3 separate regions of the Mus musculus genome follow, and regions 2 and 3 are each linked to region 1. Evidence: chromatin contacts called from public HiChIP or PLAC-seq and promoter capture Hi-C data. All regions are on one chromosome and are shown on one strand. The core of a region is the stretch at or near the end of the contact, and the rest is flanking DNA. Distances in the headings are between cores, read along the strand shown.

Region 1 (3,988 bases), core at 899-3,398:
TTGGGAAGTAGGCACTATGGAGATGGCTGCTCTGGCCTCCTTAAACCCACAGTAAATTTAAACATGTAGAGAAGTAAGATCAATAGTGGCTTCTTGTTAGTTAGAGGCACATCCCTCCCTCTAGAGAATGAACTGCTAGAAGATGCCTTCTAATTGCCTGTCTTAGGGGAAAGAGCCGTTTGGGAAGAAGTTTCTTACAAAACATGGAGCTTGACCAATGAAGTTTGGACAAAATTTCAGACATACTCCTGTCCTCCCTGTGGATGTGAAGGAAGAGTTGTTCAGGAAAGTTCCAGAAAGAGGCTTGGGCACCTCGCCTCCTATAATTCCCTTTTCTGTATAAAGTCAAGTGGTCAAGATTATCAGTAGCAAGGATAGCCCAGTAGCTCAGTACTAGAGCACTTGCCTGTTAAACATAAGGATGCCTAAATCTCTGTATTCAATCCCATTAAAACACACACACACACACACACACACACACACACACACACACACACACACACACTGTTGTTAGTAGCTTGCAAGGTCATTTCAATTGATCTGGATAATTTCCTTCAAGGCTGACCTTTACAAATGAGGAAACTGAAGCTAAGGGTAAGAATTTTGACAGCATCAGATTTTAACTTTATCCTGACATTTTTTTTCTAGCATCTATGACTGACATTGTGTTCCTCATTTTTCATGTGTTAATAAGTTTTCATGTTGTATATAACGGCATGCATGCTCCATGGAGTTATATCCACTGCTATCTGCCCACTGAGGACAGAACTGCACGCACCATGGAACTCATTCAATATTTGTTAAATAAGAGTACCTGTTCTGATACCAGTCTATTTCAGCAAATAGCATTTAGTGCTATACAGTATCCTACAAGAAAACAACAATAACAACAATCGCTTTATTAACACAAAATAGTAACTGCTATCATCAGGATTGCATTTCACTTTAGGAAAAAAAAATTATACATTTAGATACATGCCACAAGTGAAGACAGAGTTCTAACCAAAAATCTTTTACCTTAAAGCTCTCATACATGTTACAGAGAGAAATTCTAGGTTAATAAACAAAGCTCTTTTTCCAGTTGAGTAAAATCATTCTTTGCCTTTGAAAACAGGCTTAATTGTGGTTGATTTTTTTCTTTTCCTCTCTCTTTCCTATCTCTTTTCCTTTCTCTCCTCCTCTTCCTTCTTTGCCCATTCTCTCTCTCTCTCTCTCTCTCTCTCTCTCTCTCTCTCTCTCTCTCTCTGAGTATTACTTCATTGTACAGACGGGTACTAAAATCCTAGATTCAACAGATTGTCATGTGCCAGTTTCCCCATTATGCATAGCTTATTTGGTTTGTGACTGACTTCTTTTTTTTTTTTAAAGATTTATTTATTATTATACATAAGTTCACTGTAGCTGACTTCAGACACACCATAAGAGGGTGTCAGATCTCATTACAGGTGGTTGTGAGCCACCATGTGGTTGCTGGGATTTGAACTCAGGACCTTCAGAAGAGCAGTCAGTGCTCTTATCCGCTAAGCCATCTCACCAGCCCTTGTGACTGACTTCTATCATTCAAACAAAATTATCATTTCCTGGTATGTTCTTCTATTAATTTCTACATAGCAATCCATGTCAACTGATAAAGTCTCTATAACACACAGTACAAAAAAATTTTTTTAAATGAAATTTTTATTGGCTACTTTTACGATGTGCTAAATATGTTTCATATCTTCAAAATTACAAGTAAGTTTTTGTTAGTTTTCTAAAAATCATTAACAATGACATATTTGATTCATTTTTCCTTGGCTTATTAAAAACTGGCTCTGGGTGAGGTGTAGTGCCTGGGATTGCTAGAAGAACAAAGGGAGCATTTAGAGATGGTCTCTGCCCTCCTGGAATTTACACGATGAATGGAAGAAGATGCAGAATTGCGCATGCTGTGCATGTCCAACACAAACAGATGACATTCCTTTGTAGTTAGAGAAGCCTGGCCACAGGGAACTGTGTTTGTTTTGGTTTTTCCCCTTCGTGGTTTACCAGAACCAATCTGAGTTGGAAAATGCTATTTGCTTTAAAGAAATTAGTTACTCTTTTGCAACATTAAATTGTGTCAGCCAAGCAAATGAAGCCCTATTTATAAAATTGCTTGCTTCTGGTTTCACTTTATTGCATCGTGGGCTCCGAGAGGGAGAAAAATGAAGTTTTTGCTGCTTAGCACATTTATATTTTTGTATAGTTCCTTAGCCTTGGCAAGAGATAAGCATTATTTCATTGGAATTACTGAAGCAGTCTGGGACTATGCTTCTGGCACTGAAGAAAAGAAACTTATTTCAGTTGACACGTAAGTCACTATTTTTTGTTCTTTATGGGCCAAATTCATGTTACCTTAAAGAAAATGAAGCCAACAAGGAAAGTAACGTAAACATAGAAAATGTAAAATGTTGACTTGAAAAAATCAATGCTTTTATTGATTTCCTTTATGTCCCTAATATTTGTTATTGTGAAGCTGTCTTGTCTCTTCTTTCTTGGTCTGAGGGAGCTATACTGGTTTCTTACTCTCTCCTATGGTTGTGGTTTCTCTCGCCTTTATCTCCCAAATGTGTTCTGTCTCTGGATGCAGAAGTTGTTTACTTTCAAACAATTACTGGATAAAATGCAAGCATACCATTACTTGTTCCTAAGGGTGAAAGTACAGTACTTTTAATCCTTGAAAATATCAAATATAGAAATAAAATACTACTTAAAGAAAGAAGATTCTGCCTACTACTTTCTGTGTGATTCAGGACAGTAAAGGAGTCATACTAATCTCTCACAGTTTCTGAGTCCTTATCTATAAAATGAGACAGCCCAGTTATAAAGCACAGGGCTGTTTTAAAATTGCAGGCAAAGCTCTTATAGCACAGTGCTCCCCACATAACAAGTGCAAGAAATGTTATGTTCTTATTATGAGGTCCTGATAAAATATCATGTAACTTAAATGTCTTTGTGCTTTAGTTGCTTTATATATGCAGCATTCTTTTACTGAATAGTAGGGTCTCCTTGAAGTTTCTCTAAGCTGAGGTCATCACTATTAATAGTATCTAAACATTTACCAACAAATGGAAACTTGGCATTCAAAGCAAATATTTAGTATATTAGCAACTGTATTAGAATGACAAAAGAACTCAAATGAGTGAAATGAACAGCAGCTGCTAAGACTCTCTCCATAAAAACTGCTCTATTGAGCCAAATTATGTAAGCACTGAATCATTGATGGGTACATGCTATTTTGTTTACTTTTATATGTGGTTAAATTTTTCATGGTAAGAAATGTGCAGTACTACTAATAATATCAGGTTGTTACTTTATTAACCTAGTAATAATCAGTAAGAAAAAGTTTTGAATTTGATAACTGATTACAAAGAGAAGTAGAACTTATGATTTTGTAAACATGGTTTTGAGGTTGTATTTTCTTCCCAAGAGTTGGTCTTATTCTTATAGTTTCTTTGGAGAAGCCTAATTATGTGTGGTTCATTGTTTCCATGACTAAGTACAATGTGAGCTAAGTATGTTGTTAAAAAAGGTACTGGACTGAGTATGTACCTCAGTGGTACCTAGTTGTGTAGAAAGCTGTACTACTCATTGCTCCACCCACCCCTGCTATTGTATAAAATAAAAACAAAAAATCAAGTCAGTCCACTGAGTATAAACTGCAACATACTGGCCATGTTCCAATGTGGTAAACTCTAAGTACGACGAAGTATTAGAATGAAGAGGGTTGATAAGAACTTCAGGGAGGGATTTCTTTGTTGTAAATATTCTAATGGCGTGGAGTATAAGCTTGCTTACCCTGTTAGTACTTAATAGGGACACTCAAGGGTGCACAGAAGGAAAACATGGCATTCAGTTTTTCAGTTGCATTCAGCTTTCTTTTTAATTATTGTTCTACAGTCTCCTGTGGCTTCTCCAGCATCTTAGAATCTGTATCTTTTCTCTCCCCATTTACATAAACAATGGCTGC
Region 2 (3,988 bases), core at 732-3,231, 450 kb before region 1:
ACCCCTTCGATACTCTGAAAGATACAAGTCAGCTCACGCAATGAAGATAATCCCTTAACATCATGGGGAAATGTCTACAAAAAGGAGACGGGGATATGAAGTACATTATAGCAGAAATCTGTTTCTTTACTGATATTCCTTTTCTAGTAAATACTAGAACGTGATGTGTCATTGCAGTAAATATGATTAGTAGCTTTGACTTTCTTACTCATCATCAAATCTGTGAAAACATCAATTACTCAGAGGTCACATTACTTGCTATTCTAGAATTGGTTTGGTGGGCCAGGATTTCTGAGTCCAGGTTAGGACAAGCTCTTCCTGGCATCTATAGGTTGTTAGAAAAATGAGTGGTCTCTACTGCGAATGCTCAATTACTGCAATGCACTTTATTTGGATGGCTTCGTGTCATGCAGATGCAGGTAGTCTCTTGAGCTTCCTGCCAGAAACCCCTGCTGTTGTTGAACTCTGGACAGGAGATCAGGATATAAATGCAATGTGTCCAGAAGGGTTAGAGCACAACACAGAGGGCCTCTGGGCTCTAGTTAGCTCAGACACTTCACCATCCAGGCTATCAATGCTATTATGTGTAAAGCAGGTGAGATGGATGGTCTTTGTCTTAGTGAGGATTTTACTGCTGTGAACAGATACCATGATCAAGGTGTCTTTTATAAAGGACAACATTCAATTGGGGCTGGCTTACAGGTTCTGAGGTTCAGTCCAATATTATCATGGCAGGAAGCATGGCAGTGTCCAGGCAGGCATGGTGCTGGAGGAGCTGAGAGTTCTACATCTTGTTCAGAAAGGTAAACAGACCCCTCAACAGAGGAATGGATACAAAAAATGTGGTACATTTACACAATGGAGTGCTACTCAGCTATTAAAAAGAATGAATTTGTGAAATTCCTAGGCAAATGGATGGACCTGGAGGGCATCATCCTGAGTGAGGTAACCCAATCACAAAAGAACTCAAATGATATGTACTCACTGATAAGTGGATATTAGCCCAGAAACTTAGAATACCCAAGATATAAGTTACAATTTCCAAAACACATGAAACTCAAGAAGAACAAAGACCAAAGTGTGGACACTTTGCCCCTTCTTAGAATTGGGAACAGAACACCCATGGAAGGAGTTACAGAGACAAAGTTTGGAGTTGAGACAAAAGGATGGACCATCTAGAGACTGCCATATCCAGGGATCCACCCCATAATCAGCCTCCAAATGCTGACACCATTGCATACACTAGCAAGATTTTGCTGAAAGGACCCTGATATAGCTCTCTTGTGAGACTATGCCGGGGCCTAGCAAACACAGAAGTGGATGCTCACAGTCAGCTATTGGATGGATCACAGAGCCCCCATGGAGGAGCTAGAGAAAGTACCCAAGGAGCTAAAGGGATCTGCAACCCTATAGGTGGAACAACATAATGAACTAACCAGTACCCCGGAGCTCTTGACTCTAGCTGCATATGTATCAAAAGATAGCCTAGTAGGCCAACATTGGAAAGAGAGGCCCATTGGACTTGCAAACTTTATATGCCCCAGTACAGGGGAATGCCAGGGCCAAAAAGTGGGTGTGGGTGGGTAGAGGAGTGGGGGGGGGAGGGTATGGGGGACTTTTGGGATAGCATTGGAAATGTAAATGAGGAAAATACCTAATAAAAATTTTTTTAAAAAAAGATAAACAGAATACTGGCATCCCCAGGCAACTAGTAGGAAGCTCTCTCAAAGCCTACCCCCATAGTGACACACTTTCTTCAACAAGTCCACACCTCCTAATGGTGCCACTCCCTGGTCCAAGCATATTCCAACCACCACAGTCTTCAATGTTTCTTTCCGGAGATTTCAAAAGGTCCTGAGTGCTAAAGTAAATGAAAATTGAGAGACTGTTAGTGATGTGGGTGGGAAGATCTCAGCTGGGTAGTGGGGGTAGGGAAAATTCTAGTCTATGACATCACAATACCCAGCATAGACTAGAGCTTAGCATCTGAGAAGGAAAAGCAACGGAGGCTCAGTTATTGACAGAGCAGGGGAAGAACACTCGTGGAAGGACCCAGAAGGATCAGCCAGCCATGCCTCCAGTTCAGGTACAAGGTACATGACTTTTGCTAAGCTAATCACAGGACTCAATAGTGTCTAAAGGAAAAGAAGACACTTACACGGGTACCTATTTTTTTTAAGGGATGGTAGGAATCCAGAGGGGCTTCCAGCAGAAGTAAAGCTGGTATATCCAGGAGGCTATGAAGCCACAAAACACAGGCATTTATAAAGTTCTCAGATAACCACTGGCCCCTCCTCAACTTCTGGGAAAGTGCAAAAAGCACTGGTGTCTCCAGTGGTCAGTTCGTGGTTATTTTCTAAAGGGACTCACTCATTCTATGATATTCTTCTACACAGGAGTTTTGGTTTTTAGTGACTTCTCCCAGGATGACAGAGAAGAGTGAATATTTTAAATATTTAAGTGAAAGAATAATTTTAATAGAGATGGTTTTAAAAATACAACAAAAATTAATATAAGGAGGAGAAAGGTGTATTATGGGTTAACAATAGAGATTAACTTCAAAGTCTAGTTTTGAAATTCCAAGACTTCAGAGGCAAAAGGCCACCCCTAGGGACAGTGGAAGAGAGAGAGGCCTTGTGGTTGAGAAGTCAAGTTGCACAGTTCATCTGCTTTTACCCCTACTCCACTCCTCCCATGTCTAGGGACTCAGCAGTGAATCGTTGCTGGACGTGTGAACAGTTCTGTTTTCTTTACTTTGCTTTGGGGTTTTGGCTTCTAAAGTATTTGTTTCTTCCTGGAGGCCTAGAAAGACTCCAAGTGACAGCAAATAGCCGTTCTGTTTAGCAGCAGGCGGAGCTTAGGATTGGTGCCAGGCCCTGACTCATCTCTGTTTGGACTCCCTTGGGTCTTAACACAGAGCAACTCCACAGTCAGAGGCTAGGACTACTCAAACAGGCTTTTCTGATCATGGTCTGCAAGAGCCGTGTTAGGACACTGTGGAAGGAGCAGCCTGGGGCTCTGATTCGGATCAGTAACCTACAGGACACACCAGGCACAGTAGACAAGAAAGGGGATCAAATCCACCTGGGATACAGTTTTCACTCAGCTTCCAACAATCATGCATGTGTATCACAGCAGTAAGACCAGGGCCCCGACACTCTACGAAAGCAGCAGTAACCCATAGCATGTGAGACATTTGTTTGTTTGTTTGTTTTGTTTTGTTTTTTCGAGACAGGGTTTCTCTGTGTAGCCCTGGCTGTCCTGGAACTCACTTTGTAGACCAGGCTGGCCTCGAACTCAGAAATCCGCCTGCCTCTGCTGAGGGACCCAGAGCAAAGCAGAAGTGCCTGCTCACTGTATAGCACACATTCAACTTTCATCTGGAAGGTTGCTATGATTTTTCACAATTGAGTTATGGTCCAATTTCTTAAGACTCTGAAAACTAAACTTTCACTGATCAGTTTTTAGACTTCTTTCATTCTATAGACACCGAAAAGCCAGGCTTAGGCTTTATGTAAGCCAATAAACAGAAAACATAATTTCCTAACTCATCTGTATTTACATTTATTGACTGGAATATTCATGAACTTTGCCACGTGGCACAGGATTTTAGAGTTGTAGGGAGATCATGTAGGAAACTGCCCCAGCCCCTCCTGTCCTGAGGACAGCAGCACAGGGAAGTGTGTTGTCTGGGAGCCACAGCTCCAGTCTTGTCAGCTAGCTCCAGTACACGCTGTCCTTGACTCATGTTAAATTAGTTTATATCTGAGCTAACTCTGTGCATTTCCAAGCTTAGAATACTCGAAAAATGAGAACACCTCATTTCCCGCACCGGTTATCGGTAACTGCGGACCGTGTCTAAAGGTAACATTGCTCATCCTTTAGCCTCTGCACTGCCTCGTGACTAACAGATGTGCGGTCAAGACCCCCAAACCCATCCAAAAGTTTGAGATAATGATGAAAAAAAAAAACCCACAGGGAGTTTAGC
Region 3 (3,988 bases), core at 1,022-3,521, 310 kb before region 1:
GCATATAGAACAAGACTGCACAGCCAGTCACAATGACCTACGTTTTATTGTACTAACTGTGTGTATGTGTTTTGCTTTGGATTTTTGAAATCATAGAGAAATAAGATAAAAAAAATTCACATAAAAACTGGCATAAGAATTAGAACAACATCTCCTGTAGCTCAGCCTTGACTCAGGCTGTGTAGCTTGATTTTCTGTCCTAAGCTCACAAAATGATGGAATGCGATGTGATAGAACCATCCAAACGAACCAACAAAGCAGTGAACAAACTAACCAACCATCCAACTAATCAAACCAACTAAATAACTAACCAATTGACTAACTAATCAAGTAACCAACCAAAACCCATCCAACTAACCTATCAACCAACCAACCAACCAACCAAGGGAAGAAACTTCATTGTCTGAGATGCTTTTGGTCAGAGGATTTAATCCCAGCACCAGAGTAGCAAGTTTTAACAAAGAATTGGCCTGCAGAACTGATTCTGATATTGGACAGAACCTGGGAATAATCTTTTTTTTTTTTTTTTTGAGAAATGTGGGAATATAAGAACTTGGGATGGCAAAAGGCATAGAAAATTGCAGAGGGCTCAATTGGCTCTTCTTGTAGGACCTGGAAGGTCGGTGTGTCGGGAGTTGTATAGACCAAGGGACTGCCTGGTCATAAGATTTCAGTGGAACATAGTTTCCTTGAGAAATTCAACTAGATATCACTGTGATATTTTGGCCCCCAATCTTTCTTATTCTGCTTATGCCGTGTGGAATTAAGTTAGGCAGAACTAGAAGACAATGGGCTGCTGTCTTAGACTCTCCCAGATGCCCCTGGCTCTGGCTATGCTCTCAGTTTTGTTTATAATAAGGATTCTCTTGCACATTATTTGGAAAAAAAACTGGCATAAAATTTCTCTTGCATTTTTATTTGATTCCTGGTTTTACATACAACACATATTGATTAACATTTTTACAAATTCCTGGCAAATGTCAGAATTTGTGTTCATGATTCAAGAGCAGACCAAGAATATGAGAAATTACCAGGGTTATTATCATTTTAAAACATGACCTTGAATGAAGGCTAAAATGCCCAAACATTTAGGAGCAGATTGGGAAGTTATATAGGACACCTTATTCACTGCAGCTATCAAAGGCACTGGTATCTTCCTCCAACAGGTGGAGAAGTGCAATTATAGTGTGTAATGCACATGCCAACTGTTATCCCATTGAGTCTTACTGTCACAGAGCAAGCTTAATTTTAAAAAGACTCTTACAGATTGTCTCTATGTTTTAGGGTGTATGTGGGGTGGGTAGAGGATGAACGAGGGCTGTGTGTGGAGAGCCACATACTCAACATTTTGGTTCTTAATTTTTTTAAAAAAGAGGTCTGGGGACATGGCTCTGTGGATAAATCCCTTGATATACAAGTGTGATGACTCCAGTTCAGATCCCCAGGACTCACGTAAATGCCTGCCAGTTGTGGCTGCCCACCTGTAATTTCAGGGAAACCAGAGGAATCCTCTAAGCAAGACACTAGCCAGACTTGTCCTCTTGGCTAATGTTGGCTTCACTTGAGATATCCTGACTTCATGAATAATATAGAGTGATGGAGGAAGATTCTTGATAGCAGCCACATGTCCCCCACATGCATGTGCACAACATGTTCACCCACACACATGTAAACATGCACACACACACACACACATACATGTGTAAGTGTCTAAGTACACTCTTTTATGGTGAAAGCATTCTTAAATTGGAATTTTCCTATACTGTAATATTGGCAAACATGAAATTTTTAATATCATGGATGGCTTTTTACACTATTGCCCTGGTCAGATCAGGATGGAGTTTTTACAGAACAAGCTTTGCTTACTTGCACCTGAGAAGTTGCTACCATGTTCCTTTGGCTGGCTTGTTTCCTGCTGTCTGAAGAAACAATGCTTCTTATACAGTTACACTGTAGCGCTGCATTCTACAGAAGCCTGTCACTAAGTTCTTCCCAAGTGCTCACGAGGGCATGGCTCAGATACTAAGCATGCACATTTGCTTTTGTTGTTAACAACTGTGGGCTTCAGATTGCCCTCCTTCATAACCCCTGCTAAATGGGACTTGTAATCCCCTTCCCACCCACTCTCTTACTCCCCAGGGCAAGAATGTTGACTCCTGTTCTCTGTCACCTGTCAGAATCCATCTGCCTGTCACTGGCTTATATGGACAAGTCAGTCCAGGGTCATGTGACCTTGGGTTGCTAAAAACAGCTCCGTCACCCATCTGAGCCAGGCCTGGAACAATGTCCTCCACAGAGAGAGAGACATAAAGGACACTTGATCATACAGTCCTTGGAATTATTTCCAGGAACCACTTACAGAAGCCGTTCGGGAGCACCTTTCCCTTGGCAGCACACTCAGGGACAGGGACGGCAAGGAAATGAGCACTTCTCTGAATTACAAGTCTTTCTCCAAAGAGCAGCAGACCATGGATAACTTGGAAAAGCAACTGATCTGTCCCATCTGCCTAGAGATGTTCACGAAGCCTGTGGTCATTCTCCCTTGCCAGCACAACCTGTGCAGGAAATGTGCCAGTGACATCTTCCAGGTAGGTTTGTTTGGAATCTGGAAGCTGTAGAGTGTCCCTGTCTCCTGCAGTCTTTGAGATCAAAGCCCAGTTCCCTTAGAGAGTTTTCTGAGACTGTTCGTGTATTTGAATTGTTTCCCCAGGTTTGATTGTCAACCTGCTCCTCACAAGTCCTGCTGTGTTTTTAATTCTTAGAAGCAGATTTGTTTGTAGTAAAACAAAACTGATCCACTGAATCTGTTTAAGAATTGAAAATGTTACCGCTCATGTCTGAGCATTGGAACTTCAGGTTGGAACTCTGGGTTAGGGAACGGCAGGGGTAAAATGCTCTTGCTGGCCAGGATGTACTGGAGATGGCTATGGACCAGGGAGGGCCTTGTGGTTCAGGACCAGGTACAGTAAGCCCTAAGGAGTTCATATTGTATGGAGTGTCAGAGAGTGAAAATAAGTCTCCAAAAAGCTGTCTGTGGGATTACTCAGTTCCTTTTTTTTTTTTTTTTCTTGCTTGGCAAGAACAGGCCTCTAACCCGTACTTACCCACAAGAGGAGGCACCACCGTGGCATCAGGGGGCCGCTTCCGCTGTCCCTCCTGCAGACATGAGGTGGTGTTAGACAGACATGGGGTCTATGGACTGCAGAGGAACCTGCTCGTGGAAAACATTATTGATATCTACAAGCAGGAATCCACCAGGTAAGAGCGGCTCTGAGAGCTAGACTTACTGGATGTTTTGTTTTCGTCTTAGTGGGCTGATACACTGCATGTTTGTTCCCAGTCATGTGTTAACTGTTCACTAAAAGGCTTTTTCCACGTCACTTCTTTTCAATGAGACAGAGTTGTGTGTGGAGGAAAGAAGGGAGCTAGTGCGCATGCTTCTGTGCCATCAAAGAGAGTCATGTTGATAGAGGTGGGATCCACCTCACAGCCTTGTATTACATTCACTATAGACGTTAGCATTTCTTCTAGGCTCTGCCCTAGAGTAACCTGGCAACAGCCAAATATGCCAGACTCACTATAAAAGGGGTTGCTTGCCTCCCCATCCTCTTCCTCTCTTGCTCTTGCTCTCTTGCTCTCTTCCCCTCTTCCCCCTCTGTCCTGTCTCTCCTCATTCCCCTCCCCCATCTCTCCATGTGGTGCTCACTGGCCATCTCTCTCTCTCTCTCTCTCTCTCTCTCTCTCTCTCTCTCTCCTATTCCCTCAACTCCCCTTCCCATGCCCTAAATAAACTATTCTATACTACATTCCTTCATGTGGCTGGTATCTCAGGAGGAAGGGATGGCTCAGCATGGGCCCTCCTTCCCCATACCATACTGTGCCTCCACCAAACATATCCCTGGCTTCTTTTTTATAAAACACAACAATAGACATGATGACACATGACCAGTTTGTAAACTCCAGATCCTTTGATACAGAAAAATCCTAG

What was found. Promoter capture Hi-C pulls out the DNA fragments that hold promoters and counts their contacts. HiChIP or PLAC-seq counts read pairs in DNA pulled down with a chosen protein or histone mark.
Region 2: a contact with region 1 is called in a promoter capture Hi-C map of stem cell-derived epiblast-like cells, with 6 times the contacts expected there. The contact joins the promoter of Dnajc5b here to the promoter of Cp in region 1. A contact is called at or near these places in 14 of 39 promoter capture datasets (the 3T3-L1 cell line, HPC-7-derived erythroid cells, cranial neural crest and 7 more), 1 of 115 datasets of contacts at active chromatin or transcription factors (microglia) and 1 of 9 other capture datasets (liver).
Region 3: an H3K27ac HiChIP or PLAC-seq map of heart atrium shows a contact between it and region 1, with 7 read pairs. The contact joins the promoter of Trim55 here to the promoter of Cp in region 1. A contact is called at or near these places in 7 of 39 promoter capture datasets (hematopoietic stem and progenitor cells, hippocampal neurons, liver and 3 more), 3 of 484 Hi-C or Micro-C datasets (the HL-1 cell line, cardiomyocytes and muscle stem cells), 1 of 115 datasets of contacts at active chromatin or transcription factors (heart atrium) and 2 of 9 other capture datasets (adipose tissue and pancreatic islet).

What each region holds. Positions count from the first base shown.
Region 1 is chr3:19,955,101-19,959,088 of GRCm38.p6, forward strand. It overlaps Cp (ceruloplasmin), which reads left to right and starts at 2,149. Exons shown (of 19, transcript NM_001374677.1): 1 at 2,149-2,329. The coding sequence starts at 2,184.
Region 2 is chr3:19,506,614-19,510,601 of GRCm38.p6, forward strand. Dnajc5b (DnaJ heat shock protein family (Hsp40) member C5 beta) reads left to right here and starts at 1,982. Exons shown (of 5, transcript NM_025489.3): 1 at 1,982-2,093.
Region 3 is chr3:19,642,189-19,646,176 of GRCm38.p6, forward strand. Trim55 (tripartite motif-containing 55) reads left to right here and starts at 2,272. Exons shown (of 10, transcript NM_001081281.2): 1 at 2,272-2,588; 2 at 3,086-3,258. The coding sequence starts at 2,421.